Regions from separate parts of the Zea mays genome. Here region 2 is linked to region 1. A link is a contact called in public Hi-C data. All regions are on one chromosome and are shown on one strand. Each heading gives the region's core, a stretch centred on a gene start, on an enhancer-like site or on the middle of the called end of the contact. The rest is flanking DNA. Distances are from core to core; before and after follow the strand shown.

Region 1 (4,121 bases), core at 1,207-3,706:
TGTAGACAGTCCAACCCGAGGACCTCCCTACACTTGCACTCCTCCACCCTGCTTGCCCCTTTTGGGAAAGGATTAAGTCACACTAGCTTTCCTAATTATTCAGCTAAGGGCATCCCATTCCACCCTTATGGTAGCACTGTTTTCCCGGATGGTCGCTCCATGTTCAATAATCAAACCAAAAATAATAATGGAACATGATCATAATTCAGTATAACATTAATCCAAAACCAAGTAGAGCAATAGCAAGTCTACCCAATAATTCATTTGTTTTCAAGGTGTGGGGTAAACAAAACTAGGGTAACCTATTAGGTCCCATAAAATTAACCTGAGCATGTCACAATGATTAACAAGAACATTATTAGGTAAAGAAAAGTGCTCAATGTCACAACTTGCCTTATACTTGCAATAACCTTGTTGTCTAGATGTTGCCCCAATAGTTGGGCTCCAGATTCCTCGTGATCCCGCCTCTACTCGTAGCAATACATACAATCAAGCAAATAATGGATATGGTAACTATCGATGTCTTGACCCGAGTGTCTTACCAATTAGTGAAATAATGCTGCATGCCCCTGACCCAGATGGGTGATGCAAGATGACACAAGTCATTTATCCTAGTTCGAGCAAGAGAAAGCGCTACTTCCAGCAGAGGGAGGATGAGACTTAGATTACTTGCACCTAAGTGCTTGCATTATGGATTACAAGCTGATCAGGTGAAAGAAGGATCCTAAGTCTCTAGGGTTGATTGAGGCAAGTGTTAATGTCATGGTGGAGGTGAAAATCGTGAAGTGTTCGCTTGTATCCTTGAAGCCGTAGATTGCCCTATTTATAGCCTCAAGGAGGGCTGCTAGGAGTACCGGAGCTGGCAGCGTACGGTGAGGAGGTGAAACCGAGCCCCTGTAGATGGTATGGCCTGGAGCAAGGGTCTTGTACTTGTTGTTGACTTATGTCTGGTGGAGACGCACAATTTATGTTGAGGGCCAAGGCCAGGGCCAAGGCCAGGGCCAAGGGCTCGGTCATGTACCCGAGCCTACCTGACAAGGAGGTTGCCCATGCCATAGTGGTTGATACAGTGATGAGTATGGCAAAAAGCCCTTGGGTAATACGTCAACTCTATAGTTTATGGTGACATCAGGTGCCTTTCCGTTGCTGATATCGAGGCCGAAGCCGGGTTCGAGCGAGGCGGAAGTCCACCTGAGGTCGAGAGCGAGCCCGCTCTAGGTTTCATAGAAGTGTGCAACACAGTTGAAGGAGTGGCCTCATGCGAGATTAGCGGGGAGCAGGTAACCGAGGTTGGGCTCGGGCGAGGCAGAGTTTGTCCCAAGGATCAGGTCGGCTTTGGGCGAGCTAGATTTTGCACCCGAGGGCCAGCCTGCACTCTTGTCGTATGTGTGTCCCATTGGGAGTTAGCAGGCAGTGTGCGGGAACAGTGGCCGCATGAGTCATCGTAGTTGGTGAAGTCCGATAGGACCACGGTCGTGTCGCTCCTGTTCACCTGCAACGCTGTGAGGGGTAGGTGTGCGCATCGAATGCTACTATCTCCTGCGTCCTTCGGCTGAGGCCTATGAGGCCAGGACGAGGATCCTCCCGAGAACGTACCTTGTCTGAGGGCAGGCTCGGGCGAAGCGTGGTTTATGATCTCTTGACTTCGAGGAATGGGTCTGATGGTGGTCTTGGGGTTAAGCGTGTATTTAGGGACGTAATATAGGTACCCCTAATTATGATACCTGATAGTAACATTACACAAAATCATATTAACCAAAAGCGTAAGAATATTCTATGCGTCGCTATAAGAACGTAGGTTCGAGAATCACTAAAATTGGAGTTACAGTTAAAAAGATATGGTTGTCTCATCTTCTAGGCGATTAAACAATAAAACTATGTTTATAAGTTGATTAATATACATTATGTGAGAAAGATATTCTAAATAAGTAACAAACTCAACTTTAATCTAGGTTATAACTTGGTTAGAGATCATCTGCTAGTCAACTTATAATTATAGTCAGGTTACTGTGATAAAAAGATTAATCTACTATTTATAGGGTAATTAAATATCTAACTATAAAAGTATGTGATATGACAAAATAATGTTTGTCACAGTATAGTAAATATTTATATGAATCTAATGCAACTGGAACAAATTAAATCGGTGTTTAAATGAAGAAGATATAGATTTCCTAAGTTTCTAGAATTATTTGTATACCTAAACTCAATTTCCTTATCAGATTTTATGAATATCACAGTTCCAAGAACTGTGGACACCTTTTTCAGGAACTTAGGGGTTGTTTTGTGAATTGTAGGATCCAATTGTAATACTCTTTTAGTTATAGTGGACGACGGATTCATTTAAATAAAACCGAGGGTCTCTTTAGAAACTTTGTCTGGCCAAAGGGGTATGAGTTCACTCTAGCTGTTGGATCTCCCTATAATGGTTCAGATTAGATCTAAACTGGCACGCCCTCTGGACCGTGGGATCCAGGATCCTTGGCCCAGATCCAAAACATTGCCAACTGGATCAGACCCACTTGATCTGAGATCGATGACTGGGATCTATAACGCATTAACGCGAACAAGTATGCCATCTTCTAATCTGGTTTGATCAGGGCCGGATCGATGGTCAGGAGCTGTTCTCCCTCCTAGCTAACCAACGTCGGGCGGCGCCCACATCGCGGCGGCGGCGCACCTCGATGTCGCATGGCTGACACCGGCCACAGCGCGCCAAACTCCACGATAAACGGTGCTACACGTAGAGAACGACAAGGCGAACTTCACGGATAGTTTCTTACCTGCGATTGCATTGCACCATGTAGAGAACTGGCCACGGGTTCTTGCAGCCCACATCGGTGTCATGGAGTTCAGTGAGGAATTCATGGTAGTCGGCTCACTTTTGCGCCCTCCAACTTCTATGATCCACTTCTAAGTTCCCTGGTAATCCATCGAGGATTCGTCGTAGGATTATTCGTGATTCGATGATGGCAGTCACGACTTGTCGACTTCTCTCTCTTTTCCCTCCCATTGTTTCACTCTGCACGCGCGCTCGGCTTGGGGGCTGCTTGTTCCGACTTGGCTTATGGACAGAGGGGCAGCGGGGCTCGGGTTTTGTGCCCCTGCCAGCAAATTCCACACCCAGAGGGGGGGGGGGGGGGGGGGGGGGTGTTTGACCCGATCCCAACAACCCTGATGAGGGTTTGGGGGCACCAGTCAGCGTTTCATGGTAAACATGCCCCACGCGTGAGGGAGCGCTGTCAAGTCGGCCCGACGTGTCGGTGAAGCGGAGGGGGTGAGGAAACTGGGCTGCGTAGTTCGAGTGGGTAACTTGGGGCGAGGGCGTAGAGAAGTGGGCCGGATCGAGGGAATCAACCCAGCACAGTCCCCCCTTTTCTTTTATCTTTTCTATTTCAATTTCTTCATTCATATCCGAATTCCAAAATCAAATTTGCACAGAATATGAAACAATCAAAACTAAGCAGCATGGGATGCAAGATTTTTATTTTATCTAGTACCCTTTGTTTTAAAAATTTGATTCATAGCATTAAATAATAAGAGATCCTTTCATACTATTTAGTTAAGAAGATCAATATTGACCACATTTAAAACTTAGTATTTATTATTCATTTATACACAAAAACATGACTATAAAATATTTATTCAGTTTAGGGAAAGGAGTTATATAATCTTTTATTTTGAGTTACTTTTTTTATTCAACCATTTGAAAGTATTTATTATATGATTACTAAGAGGAATAATAAATATGAAGGGTCTTCTATTATTATATCTTATTTTGCTGCATTTCAAGTTAAATCCTAGTTTCAAAAGTCTTAAGCTCTATATTTTACTAACAACGCCTTAGTATTGCTAACCACTTATTTTAGGAGAAAATAACTTTAAAAGTGAAGGACCAATATTAAAGTACATTTTAACTCTTAATCTTTTGGAGAAACTCTTATAAACACCAAAATAGGATTTTGGGTGTCACAACCGAAAGCTTCGTGAGTGTGCACCGCATGTGCGTCCCCCACGTCTTGAACACGTTGCCCCGCAAGTCCTTGATCGTACCGGTAACACGACCCACTCTGCCACGTCCTCGCATCGGTACGTATCCCAGGTGTCAGCCACTTTGGCTA
Region 2 (4,121 bases), core at 469-2,968, 290 kb after region 1:
TGCAGAGAGGCGGGTTGGGGTAGGAGATGCGGGGTGGACGACGTCGGTTGCTGGACGGTTGGGTGCAGAGAGGGTTGTGAAGAAGAAGAGGCAGAAGCGGGGGCGGTTGGGAGGGAGGCGCACCCGTGGAGGTGGGAGGACTGCATGTTAATTGAAGAATAATTGAGAGCGGTAGGCTCGTGGGACTCGGCGGAAGGCCTCCATTGTTTCTGCGGCCTCGTTGAGCAACTGCAATGAAGAGGAATCCCACTAGGAGGAGTGTGCCGTAGAGAAGCGTGGCTTGAGTTAATCCTTGTTGGTTTGCTTCATCGGCCTCGTCGAGCGACCGTGATGAAGAGGAATCCCACCAGGAGGAGCGTGGCTTGAGTGAGTTAATCCTTGTTGGTTAGGCGGAAAGCGGGGGTTGGACGGGACGACGTTTGTGGAGAGGCGAGTTGGACGACGATTGTTGCGGGACAGCTGTGTCCTGAGGGTTGAGAGGAAGAAGAGGCAGAAGCTGGGGCGGTTAAGAGGGATGCACATCCGTGGAGGTGGGAGGACCACAGGCTGATTAAAGATTCGAGGGGGATTTTTATAAAGTTATGCCGCGAGCACGCGCGCATGGTAGGGCGATGACGACTATGTCACCGGGAGGCGGGTTGATTGAAGCAAATTTGAGGAGTGCTTTTGTAAAATTGGGACCGTGGAACGATTGAACCATGGAAATTGGTGTTTCAAATTTGAGAAGTTTTTTTTTTAAAATTGCAACCATGGAACCATTGAACCATGAAAATTGGTGCTTTATAATAGCAAAGACAAAGATAGAGAAAAGCAGTGACGGATCCAGAAATTGGCCAAGGCCCGGGCCGAAGCGACCATAAACTCTAATAGTAGCATATAAAGAAAAATTGTACGGCGATACAACGTTGTCATAGATGTTAAAGATGACATACAAGTTATGATGTAGCTCCTTCCAAATGTATCATGTCAACATCAACATCAGTGCTTCTTGCTCCAGAACCTTGAAGGAAATCATATTAAGAACACGACTTGAAATGTAATGTTGAATAAATTTAATAATATTAGTAATTGGTACGTACCACTAGTGCGAGGTAGATTCACCCTGCGGGTTCTCATGCCTTGAAAATAATTCAATATCTTTGCATCCTCAATGCTTGTAAATATATCCCTCTCAATATAACACACCATACGATGGTTAAGCCATTCGTCTCCTATCTTATTTCGTAACTCAGTTTTAAAGATATTCATAGATGAGAAAGCTCTCTCCACAGATGTTGTTGCCACTGGTAAAATCAAAGCTAATTCAATGAGACGATATACAAATGAAAAAACAACATGCCTGTCACTCTGAACCATTCTCACAGCAAGATCACTTAAGTCATTGCAACTTAGAAAATCTGGATCAGCTCTCATATCAATAATGAATATCTTAAGTTGGTCTTTCAAAACTATGCAATTATATGTAGAGAAGTCCACATCATACAGTTTAGCAAGCTCAATTAACTTATCTCCATCAAAATTGGCAAAAGAATTTCATGGATCAAGGCAGGCAATGCATCTCAATAATTGGGTAGATCTTTCACCAAAACAGTTGTTCAACTCCACAATAAGTTGGTCAAGCACCACATTAAATATTTCATGTTTCAAGTGATGATGGTAAGTTATAAACTGACCTCCACGACCTCTTGAGCGACCTCTAGCAGTGGTTGTATCCAACATGTTTGGCACAATGATATTTGTTGTTTGAATAGATAACAGTAAAAACAAAAGGCAACATCTTTGGTAACACTATACTCTAACCAATTATGGTTCTTGAACCATGAATCATGAAATCTTCTTTGTCGGTCTCCCATCTTTTTTAGGATATATATGGCCAATTGGTTGACATGGACCCTGTAACAAATACTCTCTTCTAACAGCATCCCTAATGTTAACATCGTATTCATCAATTGGTTTTCTAAGCCCAGGATCAACAACTATATCGAATACCTGCTCAGAAGGTGGAATTTCTTGCTCTTGTTCATGTGAAGTTGCAATTTCTTGGGCTTGATTGTTACAGGTTCCGGTTTCCACTATTGGTTGAGAATTGAGGTTTGATCTTGGATGCACATTAGGCACGACGGGTGTGAGAGCTGGAGAGAAAAATGACCATAATGTTCTATGCCTCTTCTTCATTTTGATTTTTATCGGCTCCTTGTATTGTATCTTCTATAAAACATCTAATTAAAGCCTTAAAAGTTAAAGGGATTGAACACTTGAAATCTTCTACATGCTATTTCAAGTTTTCAACGGACGACGCGAGTACGCGACGGCAGAGGGCGTAGAGGGGAGATGGCAGATGAGCTCGGCGGGCCAGCGGCGGACTGGGTGTATGGGAGGAGGACGTCGCGTCGCCGAGAGGGGAGATGGGCAGATGGCGCCGCCGACTCGCCGAGAGGACTGGGCGTCTCACGTCTGGGCGACGGACTGGGCGTCTGCGCGGGCGAGGCCAGACCGGCAGGCGCCAGAGGCCCAAAGGGCGCGACGGCAGGCGGCAACAGAGGCGGCGGCACGACGCGACGAGCACTCCACGATGGCCGCCTAGGGTTCACGAGCTCTAGGCTGTGCCGACTATTCTAAAAAAATATTGGGCCTGCATCTCGAACCGTGGCCCAGGCGGCCATGGGCCTGGGTCCACCCCTGGAGAAAAGACACCTGAGGAAAAAAAGGACAACCAACCAAACCATAGCCAAATTGCACGCGTAACAATAGGTGAAATTGACTTTAAGGCATGTTTAGTTCGTTACCTCAATTGCCACACTTTACTTAACTTTTCTGTCTAAGATTAGTTATTCAATTCGGACGACTAACCTTAGACAAAGTGTGACACATTTAGGGGCTGTTTGGTTCGTGGCTAAATGTGCCACACTTTGACTAAAGTTAGTCGTTCGAATTGAAGAACTAACCTTAGACAGAAAAGTTAGACAAAGTGTGACAACTTAGGCATCAAACCAAATAGATCCTTAGCCACAAATCAAACATGCCCTTAAGGTCTGTTTGGTTCACTGTCTAACTTGCCACACTTTGCCTAACTTTTCTGCCTAAGGTTAGTTCTTCAATTCGAACACCTAACCTTAGGCAAAGTGTGGCGTAGTTAGCCACGAACCAAACAGGCCCTTAGTCTTCCACTCATACTCAGGCTGGGCCGTCTCAAGATGGGAACATTCTCTCCATCAACGAAATAAGCCCGAGATAGACAAACACTCGGGCAACCGACCCACCATGATAGGAACTACCCAACAAAGTAGACACAGCCCACTTGCTTAACGCGAGAAACCCTCCTCCTCCCCCCATTTCCTACATCTTCCAGACTAAAACCCCAGGCCTCGCGAGTCGCCGCCGACCGCCGCAACCACGCGCTACGCCCCCGATGGCTCACCTCCGGCTCCTCTTCTCATACTTGCGGCGGAACCCGCAGCGCCACCGCCTGCTCTCACTCTTCCACTTCTCCTCCGACGCCAAGTCCAGCTCCGCCTCGCCGCCGCCTCCTCCCATCAAGCCCGTCTCCTACGCTCCGAAGCCGCAGCAGCAGGCCCCGCCCGAGGAGTCTGCCGCCCCGACAACCCCAGACGTTGCCCCTAGGGACCAATCCCCACTGCCACGACGGCCTCAGCAGCCGATGCCGCCGCGGGAGTGGACGCGGCAGGATATGCGGTACGTGAAGGACGCGGCGCCCGCGATCTCGCCCGTCTCGTACCCGTCCAGGGTCGCGCCGCTGCCGGAGGACCGTCCGGTCGGCGGCGAGGTGGAGGAGGTGCAGGACGGGGGGCTGCAGGGGGAGTCGGAGCGGATCCAGATGAACGCGGCGCGTCCCACCAGGAGCGTCTTTGGGATGCACGAGGAGGATAGGCTGCCGTACCCGACGGTCATACCCGTCGTCAAGCGGCCGCAGAAGGTCGCCATTGATTTAATCGACGCCATCCGCCTAGTTAAGGTCTGTTATGATTTTGATTTATCTCCACAATTCAAGTAGTGTCCATAATGTTGACCTTGAGAGGAGGATTCCCTCTGACTTTGTTTCATTTTGGCATGCTAAGAATTGGAATTAGAAAACAATGAACTGTGTGATTTTTGTAATGGCA

The links. Hi-C and Micro-C count contacts between places; a contact is called where the count stands out from the background.
Region 2: a Hi-C map of tassel shows a contact between it and region 1, with 3 times the contacts expected there. The contact joins the promoter of LOC109942288 here to the enhancer-like site in region 1. A contact is called at or near these places in 3 of 25 Hi-C or Micro-C datasets (ear, endosperm and tassel).

What each region holds. Positions count from the first base shown.
Region 1 is chr9:71,917,880-71,922,000 of Zm-B73-REFERENCE-NAM-5.0, forward strand. No RefSeq gene overlaps it. Among protein-coding and RNA genes, the nearest start is that of LOC103638474, 5.1 kb to the left of the region's middle. Within about 2 kb of position 2,457, at least 18 of the 20 cell types and tissues checked have an H3K27ac peak or open chromatin away from gene starts, as enhancers often do. A contact at or near this core is called in ear, endosperm and tassel, where this site is marked.
Region 2 is chr9:72,205,167-72,209,287 of Zm-B73-REFERENCE-NAM-5.0, forward strand. LOC109942288 reads right to left here and starts at 1,719. Exons shown (of 3, transcript XM_020544178.1): 1 at 1,674-1,719; 2 at 1,080-1,283; 3 at 936-1,000. The coding sequence starts at 1,719. The coding sequence ends at 936. LOC100282763 (Ribosomal protein L1p/L10e family-like) reads left to right here and starts at 3,332. Exons shown (of 10, transcript NM_001374368.1): 1 at 3,332-3,973. The coding sequence starts at 3,410.